2 separate regions of the Zea mays genome follow, and region 2 is linked to region 1. The links are chromatin contacts, called in public Hi-C maps. All regions are on one chromosome and are shown on one strand. Each heading gives the region's core, a stretch centred on a gene start, on an enhancer-like site or on the middle of the called end of the contact. The rest is flanking DNA. Distances are from core to core; before and after follow the strand shown.

Evidence for each region. A called contact is a pair of places that touch in the nucleus more often than the background predicts.
Region 2: a Hi-C map of leaf shows a contact between it and region 1, with 2.1 times the contacts expected there. The contact joins the promoter of LOC103641468 here to the promoter of LOC103641465 in region 1. A contact is called at or near these places in 4 of 25 Hi-C or Micro-C datasets (ear, leaf and tassel).

Annotation. Positions count from the first base shown.
Region 1 is chr10:99,225,972-99,232,714 of Zm-B73-REFERENCE-NAM-5.0, forward strand. It overlaps LOC103641465, which reads left to right and starts at 4,878. Exons shown (of 8, transcript XR_004853210.1): 1 at 4,878-6,413; 2 at 6,499-6,675.
Region 2 is chr10:99,371,726-99,378,490 of Zm-B73-REFERENCE-NAM-5.0, forward strand. LOC103641468 (disease resistance protein RGA5) reads left to right here and starts at 1,731. Exons shown (of 7, transcript XM_035963437.1): 1 at 1,731-2,527; 2 at 4,095-4,256; 3 at 4,376-5,334; 4 at 6,289-6,765. The coding sequence starts at 4,502.

The sequences.
Region 1 (6,743 bases), core at 3,628-6,127:
CTGATGAAGGTCTTGATGCTGAGGCCTTCGGTGTTGCTCATCCTGAGCAAGATGACGAACTTCTTCAGAGGCTTCATCTATCTGCCTCTGCAGTTCAGCTAGCCTGGCCATCTTCTCCTTCCTGCATTGAACCTGCTGCTGAAGGATTTCCAGATTCTGAATCTCCTGATCTAGATCATCCTCCGGATGTGTTGGACTGGTAGCCTTCCTCTTCTGGCTTCGTGCCTCTCTGAGAGAAAGGACGTCTTGATTGGGGTCCAGCGGCTGCAGCGTGCCAGCCCCTGGTGCTGAAGCCTTCTTCGGCGGCATGACGAAGCTGATGCTTGCCGAAGGTGTCGAAAAGCTCAGGAAATGGAAGTGAGTTCACCGGAGGTGGGCGCCAATGTTGGGGACTTGTTCTCAAATGCTATGAGTTAAGAACAAGGCAACACAGAAAATGTTAAACGATAAAGTCCTTCGTCCTTTGAAGCATTATTTCCCTTAGGATATAACGATCTCCGGACGAAGGTCATGAAGGACGAACCTTCATCATCACAGTATACAAAAGACGAAGCATATAAAACATAAAAAATAACATGAATATTTATATAATATTATTCATTTAACTTTGTTATATTATCATAGAGAAATAGAAACAATATTGTATTATAAGTGTACCTTCGGCTTGGAAGGAGATGAAAGTACAAGTGTGACGCAAAAAGCGAATGCCAAGTCAGCGTGAACAGTACGGGGGTACTGTTCACCTATTTATAGGCACGGGATACAACCCATACAAAATTACATACATGCCCTTTACATTTGGTGATAATTCCATAGCAATCTATCGAGGTCTAAATGGCCTTTTCATCTTTAAGTCGGTTCCCTTTTCTGCGAACATGCCGAAGCTTTCCTGCTTCACAGCTTCGGCACTGCCAACCTTCGTATCTTTTGAGGTTCTCCCTCTTTGATATAAGTCCGAAGGTACCTGTTCACACATTACACTCTAGAAACACTGTTAAATCATGTTTTTGAGGACCTTCGGAAGCCGAAGGCCCCCAACAGCTGGATCAGCGTCAGGATCATATGGCTCCGGAGGAGGAGATAGCTCAGCTACACCAAGTTACTAACTTCGGTCAGATACGAAGCCAACATATTTACGAAGCTAAAATGACAAACGTACATATATGTCTTTCACGTTTAGCGGCCTCTTCAGCTTCTCTTGCCAGTTCTAAGACAATATGAGACTCTTCTTCATTTCTCCTGACGCCTTCATCTACTATCTCTTGGCCGCCATTCATCCACACTTCGGAATAAAATTATGTCAGTTGCTGAAACTGAGAAGTCTGGCTGAATTACAGCCTTGGCATGTTCACAGCTAGCTCCGCATGTTCATAGCCAGCTCCGCATCTAGTAGTGATACAACCCCTGAGCCCCTACACATGCACAAAAATCTCCCCTGCCAGTTAGGACTTCATCAAATGCTTCGACTTCGCCCTCAATCCACTTGATTACACACTCGGGATCACCACGAATGAAATTTTGCTCAGCCGAGAATGCACCAACACTAACAAAAGCATTTTTCAACTTGTTTGACCATTGTATAGCAACGTTATAACACACCTCCTTCGCCTGACGAAGCTCCTCAACATTCTTCTGAACCGTCAACCGTTCAGTGTCGGATATCTCAAGTTTTGATTGTTCAACGTGGAAGTTTTCAGTAACTTCATCAAGCTTCTTCTCTAGTCCTGTTACTTCAGATCTATGTAATCCCACTTGAATGGATAAAGCATATTCTAGATCAGCTATGTGTTTTTCATCTGCTTCTTTTTCTTTCTCAAATTTTAGAATCTTTTCGTCCACTTCGGAAAGTTTGGCCAATTTAGCTTCGCTTGTTTTTAATGTTTCGGCCAAAGAAAGCAGGATTTTATCTTTTTCAAGTGCCTCATTCCGAAGAGTTATAATTTCCGAGCGTAAATTCCTGAAGGCTATCTTTGTGGTCTCGTCTTCGCAATCCTTTTGGGCTTTTAAAGCTTTGCTTAAAATTAGAAACTAATAATAAGAGATATGTCTATTAAAACAAGCAAAAAATATACTTGAAATGATACATTGAGAGGAATAGTAAACACAAACCTTCAGACTATTGTATGCTAAGTTGTATGCTAGATGATCCTTCGACATTAAGGATAGCCCAAGCTCAAGCTTCGGATAACCCATCTTGTCCATCATCTCTTGGTAGACATCGATCTCCTTGCTGTCAGGAAAACAATATAGAAAGTCATTTTATTCATCTCCTTCGTACGCCAAGGATCCTCGAGGATATTTCAGTTCCTTGGTGTAATGTCGGGCCTCAGCAATTTGCCTCTATGTCAGCTGCTTTCCCAAAGCATGACGGATAATAAAATCAAGATCTTCGGCCGACACCGCTTCGGGTATCAGCAGTGTTAATTTCTCTGGCAAAATTTCCTTTACTTCCTCTATTGGCCTAGTTTTCGAAGGTTCGGCCTCAACACAGGCAGGAGAAGCGCTTGCAGCGATAGCTTCTCCTAATTCTTCAATCTGTCTTCAGAAACCTACGTAGGAGCAGGAGTAGCCACCTTCGAAGGTTTCAGAACAGCGTCTAGAACGCTGGCCATTCTCCTCCCTTTCCTAGGAGTCGCCACTAGAATATTTGTTGTCCTTGGCAACTCTGGCAGTACTGGAGAAATTTGCAGCTTTGGCTGTTGGTCACTTTTCAAAACTTTCTGTAACTTCTCCAGTTGAGCGGTGGTAGCTCTAGACATCGCAGAGGATATTACCTCCAAAGCTGGGAGGGTAGCTTCGGTAGGTTCAGCACCCTCTACCTTTGGACCTTCTACAACAGACAGTGCAACAGCTCTTTCCAAAACAAAAGACTTTGGCCGATGAGTTACAAACTTCATTCTTTTGGGTTTTGGTGTAATAGAAGGGGCAGTTGATGCAATCCTTCTGTTCGCCCCTTGCTTCCGAGTCGGAAAGCAGTAATCGGGGTACACAAAACCAATAACGTCAAAAACTCTATTCAACCTTTTCTTTCCATGGGCACCGAAGGTAGTATTCATGGCTTCGTCTTCAGCCTTCGTATATGCCCCCAACAAATCATCAACGGTCGCCTCAGTAGCATTGAGCCATTCGTCATCTGGCTCCTCAAACTGACTTCTGTAGTGGTATGTATATTTCAAATAAACTAGGCCACCCTCGCTTGAGCTATCAATGGTCTCCTTTGGTATTTCCCATTCGTTAATAAGGGGCCATACTTGTAGGATTATGGGGAGGCTACACTAGCGAAAAACAAAATTTTCGACCCCATAAAACCAAGAACTACTGCGGTTATAGGTCATGGAATTACCACTAGACGCGCAGGGCAGCGGAAGACGTCTCGATGTAGACGAACGCGTCGAGCAGTGCCGTGCAGTCGCCGGTGTCCTTCACGTCCTCGTGTGGTTCGCCCTAGTGCTCCAAATGCAGCACCTCCGAGGTATCCACACGTACAGGGAGGAAGCGCCGTGTACCGAACTGCTAGATTCGCGACGGCGGCTTCGCGAGGGCGAGAGGCGAGCGACTGCTCATTTGCTGGTGGCGAATTAGGGTTAGCCTAACCGTGCCCCTGGCCCTCATTATATAGGCGTTATGGTGGGCTTCTGACTCCGAGGCCCATCAGTAACCCTAAAGCCCAGTCTAAGTTCGGATCTAATCTGAGTTAGGCTTCCTTCCCCTTAAGTGTGTGACCCTATAGGTTCACTTACAAATAGACATGGCCCGAGTACTCTTACTTGGCCCAATAATTGACAGCGACCTCTAGCAAAACATGTCAACTCCTATGTGCACGTAAAGATCATATCTGATGAATCATTGCAACATTACGTATATGTTGTTCCCTTTGTCCTACGATATTTGGTCTGGCTCTAAGCTGACCACTCTTTCTCGATACTGTGAATTAGAATCCTTTCAATGGTTAACTCTTAACCCTAGCACGACTATGCATTTCTTGATCCAATCACTCGAGGGGCCCAGAGATATCTCTCTCAAGAAGAGAGGGACAGATTGTGATATCCTGGCCCCTGAGATGGTGATATCTTGGCCCAAGGCTTAATAGAATTAATAGATTATCCATACCAACAAGGTGCATCTTCTTTTTCAGAAGCCTGTCTCGAAAGAACCTCCAAGTTAAGCGTGCTTGGCTTGGAGCAATTTAGGATGGGTGATCGACCGGGAAGTTTTCTCGGGTGCACACGAGTGAGGACAAAGTGTGCACAAAAGACTCGTGTTGGTCTGTGGGGACAATATATGATTCTAGAGAACTGCCAGGAGTAAGTACCGCCGGTCCAGGGATTGAACGGGGTGTTACAAGTGGTATCAGAGCCAACCCTCGAGGTTTCACGGGCGTGTGTGGGCTAGGGGGTTTGGGTATATGGCGCATGGCGCATGTGGGCCCGGAGTGGTCACATGGCATGGTAGGGGGTTCGGGTATATGGCGCATGGCGCATGTGGGCCCAGAGTGGTCACATGCACTACACCAAAAACATACACTTCCTACGGTTTTTTAACTTCCTACAACTTTTATAACAAACCGTAGGAAATAAATAACTTCCGAGAGGCAACTGGTAGCTCTAGGAAATAAACATAACTTTCTACGGTATTTTATAAAAGCTGTAGGAAGTTAGCTTTTACATGCTGACCATGTGTGCGGTCAAGCGAGCCGCTAACTTCCTACGGCCGCCTCTAGAAACAAATCTATTTAAAAAGTACTAATGTTTATATATGGTAGGAAATTGTTAATTTTTCCTTATTCTAAAAAATGTAGAAAAACATCCATCACCATTATCTCTTGATGAGTTAAAGTTGACAATTACTTGCGTCACTTATGCTTTGGCTCCTGCGACGCTGCGGCTATGGGCCGCTATTGCGCTCAAAAGAGTAAAAAACCGACAGCGACAGGGCAAGGAGCCAGGGCCGCTCCGCTCCGCTCCGCTCGTGCTCTGCTCCTGCTCTCTCTCTCTCTCGGCGTCGATTGGGCGACCGCCGCCGCCTCCCCCAGGTCTTCGCTGGGCCCGTCGCCGGCGCCGAGCACCCACCAGGTACGTCCATCCATTCTCATCCCCACTCCCTAGGTGCTGTACGAAACCGAGCACCCAAACCCTAACTTAATCTATTTGGCTATTTGTATTCGGATCTGATTCCAATCAAAGCGCTAAGAATGGTCGCTGGCTTATGTGAAATTCTCTGTGGCTACGAACTCCCCCTGTGTCCAGCCTAGCATGCCCCTGAGGCGTACACCTGCCGCCATCTCCTTCCCCTGTCGTCGTATAGATGAGCAACTGAATTAGCAAACCTAGGTAACGTGTGATATTGCCTAAGCTGCATCTCCACACAAAGTTACTAATTGTTTTGCCTTTGTAATGGCATGATTCAGTTTAAGATATTGTGATTGTAGTACTTTTGGGCAGGGGATAAAACAATTTTTGTTATGGCTGATCTGTTAGCCCTAAGGAATTTGTTACTGCTTTTTAGGAATTATATATACTAGTTATAGATGAGCAAATGAATTAGCACACCTGGATAATGTATGCTTCTATTGCCTAAGCTGCATCTCCATACAAAGTTAGTAATTAGCAGACCCCTATTTAATATGTTTGGTTCGAATCTTACACTGGTCTTGCATTGTCTTATGCATGGCACATGGCAGTATGATCAGTGACTCAGTTTTACTTTGAAATTAAGCTACTTGCAGGTACATGGTAGTTGCTTTTTGCTGGGTGAGTGATATGCGTGGCACATGGCTTTATGTATTGTTTCTTTTCAATCAGTGAGTGATATTTCTTGAATTCTCTTAAAACTTCATTAGGATCTTTGAGGTTTGATGCAACAGCTGAAGTTTAGTTTTCTATTTATACCACTGGAACTTCGTCCCGTTCAGTTCCTGATAAGCTAAGTGCTTGTCCCTGAAATAGAATTTGTAATCAACAAACCAGTCACATGTTTGTTGCATTCTTCAGGATGAAACTGAGCCCGCTATGTATTCTTTTTCACTGTTTATAATTGTTGTTTCCTAATATACTACTGTGAATGCTTGTTCTTTGTTTATTTTCGTATATTGTTAATTCCTAATATACATAATTTCCCCAAATAACATGATAATAAATATCGGAAAAGTGGAGAACTGAACGACAATGTTTAGCGCAATGGTGAACAGTGCTTTATAGTTGGCATTAATCTTAGTTCCTACATGTTGTTAATATGTAGTCTATATACTTTGATTATTTTTTATTGATTACAAAATATTGGGAGGACCATAATAATTTTGAAAAAAATGCTTGGATTGTTTCTGAGGATTTGGGCTTGGAAAGGCGTAAGAAATCTGAAAGTTTCTTGTGTTGGGAGAGGACTAATGGGTTACATTAGGGATAAGGTTAATCAGGGTGAGCAAATGAATTGTGCACCTTTTGTTGTTGTAACTTGTCAGTCCATTTGATTTTTAATAAGTGGTCATGATTGTTGTTGTAGGGCAAGTTTTACTTGATAATGTGGACATCAAGACGTTGCAATTAAAGCGACTTAGAGACCAGATCGGATTGGTGAATCAGGAACCTACTCTTTTTGCAACTACAATTCTTGAGAATATTCTTTTTGGCAAACCTGAGGCGACAAAGGCAGAGGTTGGGTCTACGACTACTTCCGCAGGTTCATTGCTCTTCTTCCTAGTGGCCACAACACTCATGCGGGTTCTACTTCTCTTTATATTCTAATTT
Region 2 (6,765 bases), core at 481-2,980, 140 kb after region 1:
GATAGGGGCTCATGAAGATAAGCACCATTATCTAGTTGTGAAGATCCTGCATCGTGTCGAATGAGGAAATACTACATTAAAAAGTCTAATCAAACGAAATAACGATGGAGACGAACAACGTGTTGAAGACACTTACTAGGATGATCCTGGATTGGATCCTGGGTCAATGGGCTCTCCTGGGGGGTACCACCAGATTAGAAGCCCCACAAACGCCGCGAACAGGACGAGAAATCTCAAACTTGTTCGTGCCCGATTGAGCATCGGGCACAACAACCACTTCTTCTGGAAGCTCAGGCAAAGGAGCTTCAATATGAGATGCATTTGACATTTATGGAGACAACCCGACTGGAGCATCGCAATGACTAAACGATATCTTTCGAACACCTACATCCAAACATGGTGGGACAATCGTCTTCACAATTCTGACATATTTCACCCAGTCATCTTCTGGGCCAATGGAGATCAACCGTTGGACAACTGTATCAGATGTAACATGGGACAACAAACCCTGAATTGATATTCTAGGGTCATTTAAATTGCAACTAATCTCCTCACAAGCTCAAGCGAAAATCTGGTCAAAAGAGGGTCTTTCATCGAACATCACAATCACCTTCTTCATACCATAAAAACTAACATTCCCATAAACATCTTCCTCCACGCTTCCTCCACGGTATAGTGTCACTAGGGTGTCCATCTATTGCAAACACGGATTACTAACTCAGTAATGCCTAGGTACTTACTACTAACTAAATACTTATGCCTAAATACTTACTAAGTAATAAATAAGTAATAGCTACTTACTAACTAATAATTATATAAATGACCACAACAAACAAAAATACATAATCTATGAATAATGTACGAAAACAAGGTATACCTGAGATCGTGGATGAGTCAACCTCATGGTGGCGAAGGTCGAGTCCCACGCCTATGTACCAAAACAAATTAGTATTGCCAGTAAAAAATCCGGCAGCACCTCCCCTATACGGTGAGGTTTCTATAACCTGCAAAGAAACAACAACACGATGGCTGACATACTCATTCCATGTAAATATACTGAATAGTTAGCTAATTATATACACTAACAACTAAATATCTACCTAACTATACACTACAAAACATGTGATAAATAAGTAGTATATTAATACTAAACTACTAATTAGTTATAAAAATACTAAGACAATAAAATACCTCACGACGCTCGGCGGAAGGCGGACGGCGCTCGGCGGACGGCACTCGGCACTCGGCACTCGGCTCACAGGCGGGAGGCGGGCGACGCGGAGGGAGGGCTGCGCGCGGCGGGTGGCACGCGGCGAGGGCGCGACACCGGGTGGCTCGGGGATGGAGCCGGCGTGGCGAGGCAACAACGAGTAGCTGCGTCGGTGGGGAGCTGCGACGGTAAGATAGAAGAGAGAATGGAGAAGAATAGCACTCAGACGCTATATCCTAGCTCGGCGCCAAGATCTATGGCGCTGCTAGGAAGCCACGTAAGCAAACACGACATCCATCAACGTCACCACCACGTCAGCACTCGGCGCCATAAGCTATAGCGCCGAGCTGTGTTAACTCAGCGTTTTAGACTAAGACGCCGAGATTCGGGTCTAAATATTGAAATAAAATATCTAGGGGTCTAAATGCATATTTTTTTCATAAAAAGTCAAAAATCAAAAACTCGGGTCTAAAACCGTTTCCCGCTTCCTTATCACGAAGCCGCAGCCCGGCGCCACGACGCTTCGAGACGAGTTTCGAGACCCCTCTCCACACTTCTCGAGTCAATCACCACGCTAGTCGTCGCCTTTCTCCCACCGCTCGGCAATTCCCCGCCAGTGCCCTCTCGAATCAATCACCACGCTCCCCTGCGACGACGTCCTCTTTGAGCACATCCTCTGCCACCTCTCCTCCCCATCCAATACCTCACGCATCGTCACCCTCGACGACCTCAAGACCGGCACCCTACCCTGCTGCTGCGTTCCTGCCATCGGCGACTCGCTCCCGCTTCTCCACGACATCTCCGTCGACAAGGGCGAGCGCGCCACCCTTCTCGCTGGAGCCAGCCACCAACGTCGCCATCCCAGTTGAGTACCTACCCTGTATTGACGCGCAGATTGTCGCCCCCGTGGCAGGGAAAAGGGTCGCCGCTGATCTAGACTAATCAAGTCAGGCGGACGTCTCCTGCCTCCCCACTGCACTAATCAAGTCATAGCAGGTTAGCAGCCCCAAAAATTCCCAGAGACATCGATATTCTCTTAGTTGAAGGTGCAGGGGGTATAAAGCCGACGAGAAGAATACCAAAAAGGGCAGAAGATCTCAGGTTTCGCGAAGCAATACTGAAGGCCGATTTCTAGCTTCTTTTTGCAATATGCTTTATTGGGATTGGATCTGGAATCATTGTTGTTAATAATCTAGCACAAATATGAATTGTTGGAGTTGTTGCCGATAGAACCACTGAGGCACTGACTCTCTATCTACAGTTTCTGCAATTTTTTGGGTGGCTAGGAGGGGGTGTTGCTTCTTAGTATCTTGTCAGGTAACAAAATGTCCTATATTTATCCATCTATTTACTCTTTGAAATAATTGCTTTTGAATGATGGACCATTCTTGGCTTTAAGAAATAGACCTTCCCTCTAGCCGTATTGCTTTTGAATAATGTCCTATCAATTTCACATTGTTTTTGGCCTAGCCGTATATGTCTGCGGTCTCGAAGTGGAAAAGCAACATGCACACAGCCAGCCATATTGACATTGCATCATCTTAAGAAACAGACCTTCCCTCTAGCAAAATTTGACCACTAAATCACTGAAATTTGCCCCCTAGGTCAAGCAATCAAGCCTCGCAGTGATTTAGACGCACTTCAGTTTGTTATTCGCCTTTTCACCACATCAAAGTAGCCTACCGGCCTAAGAAAAAATGGAACAAGGCTTCAACTTGAATCCTCTTCTCTAGGAAGTTCAAAATTAATACAGTCCTATCTTCTATTATGAAAGTGCAAGCATTCAACTCTTGCCAAGTCCAGTGAAAAGTTGAACTATTTTAAAGTCACCTGCATTGCAGATCCTAAGTACTAGCCGTGGTCCTTCCTCTTGGGTTGCATTTCTTCCGGTCGCTTTACTTGGAATGGCTGCGCAGTATTGTGAGAAATAAGGATACAACATTCATGCATGCCCAAGTCTATACCAATCATATTCAGAACTGAGCTAAAGCAGACCAGAAAACAGTCAATGGAGTAAAATGTGATGTTCCCATGCCATTTGTCGTTGCAAGAACTGAAAACTGAAAGGTGCATGCCGCCTTGAAAGAACAACACTTCTCTGAACCATCAACATATGCTTCTTCCTCTGTACTGCTGTGAATGTGATGTGGCTAGATAAAATTATGGCTGCTTGACTTCCATATCAAATTGTGGCAATATTTCCTGTACACTAGCATTTGTTTCCGCTGACCTAATACTAAGATTCAAGAGTTATAGGTGACCTGCTGCTAAGTGTTTTCTTTTCCCTTTCTTTGGAAAATTGAGGCTTTGGAAAATTAATGCTAAGTGTGACTAGATTCTATGCCACAAAGGAGTAATAAATTGCATGCGCTCAGTTGCTGCTAAGTGTTTTATTTTCCCTTGCTTTGGAAAATTGAGGCATTTTCGGACTGATATTTTGTAGACTGATAATTTCCATACACTTATGCTATTACTGTTCTAATTTGGAAAATTATCAAACTGATAATTTTACAGAAATTGCTGACTCGGAATTTAGGCACTATACTAATAATTTGTAGACTAATAATTTTAAAGAGCAGTAATAAATTGCATACACTTATGATGCTATATTGGTAAACTGAATTGTTCTACTACATATAATTGTCTATTCAATTTTTTTATCACTTCTATTTATATGTATTAGCATATACTCATGTTTTATAGGTAAAACAACACTCTTTTAACTGTTTAAACTTATCGGTCAAAGACTCGCCCGAGGCTCGAGCAAATTACTAGTTGAATAGAGCCGTTGAATAGAGGCTAGAATGCTTGGCATTGGACACGATGACGCCTAGTATCAATAAATTATTAATGAGTGCTGTTGCTCCATCGCTTTTTGCTACAGCGACCCGGCAGGAAAAGAAAAATAAATGAAATGAAATGCAGGTCCGTCCTGGTTTTCCAGTTCATATCCTCGTCTCTCTCTGGCCGTCTCCTCACCTCACGGATCAACAGGCGGACATAGCAGCCGTCCTCGTTCTGCCTCAGGTCCTTGTCTTTCAAACTTGTGAGTTCATGCGTTTTGATTTGGAAAATACTGAAGCTGAATTTATGCATGTACCCAATTATATTTTCTTTTCCGCTTGCATGGTTAAATCAGCTCTTGACTTGACACTGCTGTTTCAGGTTGATTCCTTGTTACATCTCCCATCTGCATGCAGTTCCGCAATGTCATAGGATGCCTACATCAACACCAAGCAAGCAAGCAGCTAGCTAGCGTGGTTAGTTATATCTTCAAATCAGTCTACAGGGATGGATCTAGTGACAGGTCCGCTAGCCATTCTCCCGTCCAAGCTGCAGGAGCTACTCCAAATCCAAGATGAGTATAGGCTCCAGAAGGAAGTGAGGGGCAGAGTGGAGATGATCTGCCGGGAGCTGCAAAGTATGCACGCTGCCCTCCGTAAGGTGGCTGATGTGCCGCGGGATCAGATCGACCTCCAGACCAAGGTGTGGAGACGCGATGTCAGAGAGGCATCCTATGACATTGAGGATGCCATCGACACCTTTCTCATGCGCATCAGAGACCGCGCGCCAAGTGACCCAAACAGGTTTCGACTTGCCATGAAGAAGATGACCAAGCTGTCAAGAAAGGTTAAGGCTATCCATGAAATTGGTGCTGCCATCGGAGACATCGTGAGGAAAATCCAGGAGTTGGTGGACCGGCGTGTCAGGTACAAACTTGATGTTGCTGCAGACAGGTCAATCAGCATGGTTAGTGTTGATCCTCGCCTTGCAGCTTTGTACAAAGAAGCGACACAACTCATTGGCATCGACCAATCAATGTCTGAAATAATATCCATGCTGCTCTCGGATGAGTCGGGCCAGCAACACATTAAGAAGATTTCTATTGTCGGAGCTGGAGGACTAGGCAAGACCACCCTTGCTAAAGAAACATATGAAAGGCTTAGAAGTGAATACGAGTTTGCAACTTTTGTTTCAGTTGGCCAAAATCCTGACTTGGTGAGAGTTTTCAAGAACATCCTCGTTAAGCTTGACATATACCAGCAAGTGGACACTATCAACAGAACAGATACGCGAGCGCTCATCGATGAAATCAGACAGCGCCTTAGCTATGTGAGGTGCAGGTACGTGCTACAAACCATGCATCAACTAAACAAAATATAGTAATAAGTGTGTTTAGTCTAGTTTAGTTTCCTTCCGTATTTAGCAATTTAGAAACTAAAATTGAATAAAATGTAAGGCCTACCTAGAAACCAAACACTACATAAACTTTTTTTAAAATAAAATAAAATAAAACAGAGGCCTCCAGCTTTATTTCGTATAGAAACAAAAGTAACAAACATCTGAATTAACTAAAATTATTATCTTCGCACCTCCTGACTGGAACAGAACTACAGCCATCCTTGCGGATGTCACAGTTGTTCTTCTTGCAGAACCATGGTCTCCAGTCGATTTGCATGTTCCATGTACAATAAGATTCTTGCAGTCTATACACGGACATCATGTGTGCTTCATCTTCACTCTGCAAGCATGCCACTTCGTAACAGCAATAATATAGACATGCATGCTTCAAAGAAAAACAGCTGCTGATTAATTCAAATCAGAAAATGACATTAACATGTAGGTATGACTAAATAATTAATTATTTAGATTATTAAAAATATTCTCCCATTAATCCCAAAATAACAGTCTATATGACTAGCTAGATATGACATTCACAAACCACAGTTCCTCTAAATGGTCGTTTAGCCCGTTACACTACACATGGTTTAAACGCTATACAGTGGTACACCGTTTCTGTTTAATCGGTTGTTTTGACCGTTTAAACGGTTTCGTCATCTGTTTAAACACCCGTTTTGCCCGAATAATGAGCTAAATGATAGGTGACCAACTGTTAACTATTTAGCATTTCATATTATTGTAAACCATCAGTTCAATATGTTCTTTTCTTGATAGCTGCAATCAAAATTTGCAATGTTTCTTTATTTTTATTTTTTTTATTATTCTTGATGTTGGCAAATTTCTAGGTGGAGAGAGTTTTAAAAACTTTTGACTACTGCACATTTATGCTTTTACAGGTATCTCATTGTTATCGATGATGTATGGGATCTGGAGTCTTGGCATACACTAGAATTGGCATTTGTTGAAAATAACAATGGGAGTGGAATAATCATAACTACTCGTAATTTTGCTGTTGCCACAATAGCTGGTCGTGTTTACAAGTTAAGGCCACTTTCGTACCATCACTCCAAAGAATTATTCTACAGATCGTTATTTGGTGAAGGAGTATGCCTTGATGATCAAATAATCAATAAGGCATCAGATAAATTTCTAAAGAAATGTGATGGTATACCGTTAGCTCTCATCACAATGGCTAGTTTGTTCATGGGAAAACCAACACAAATGTGGTCTGAGCTAGCCAATAATGCTTTTGGACATAAAGGTCGTAACAGTCATTTAGAAGAAACGACTATGAGGATATTATCACTTAGCTACTCTGATTTGCCATTGAATTTGAGGACTTGCTTTGTATATTTGAGTAGATATCCAGATGA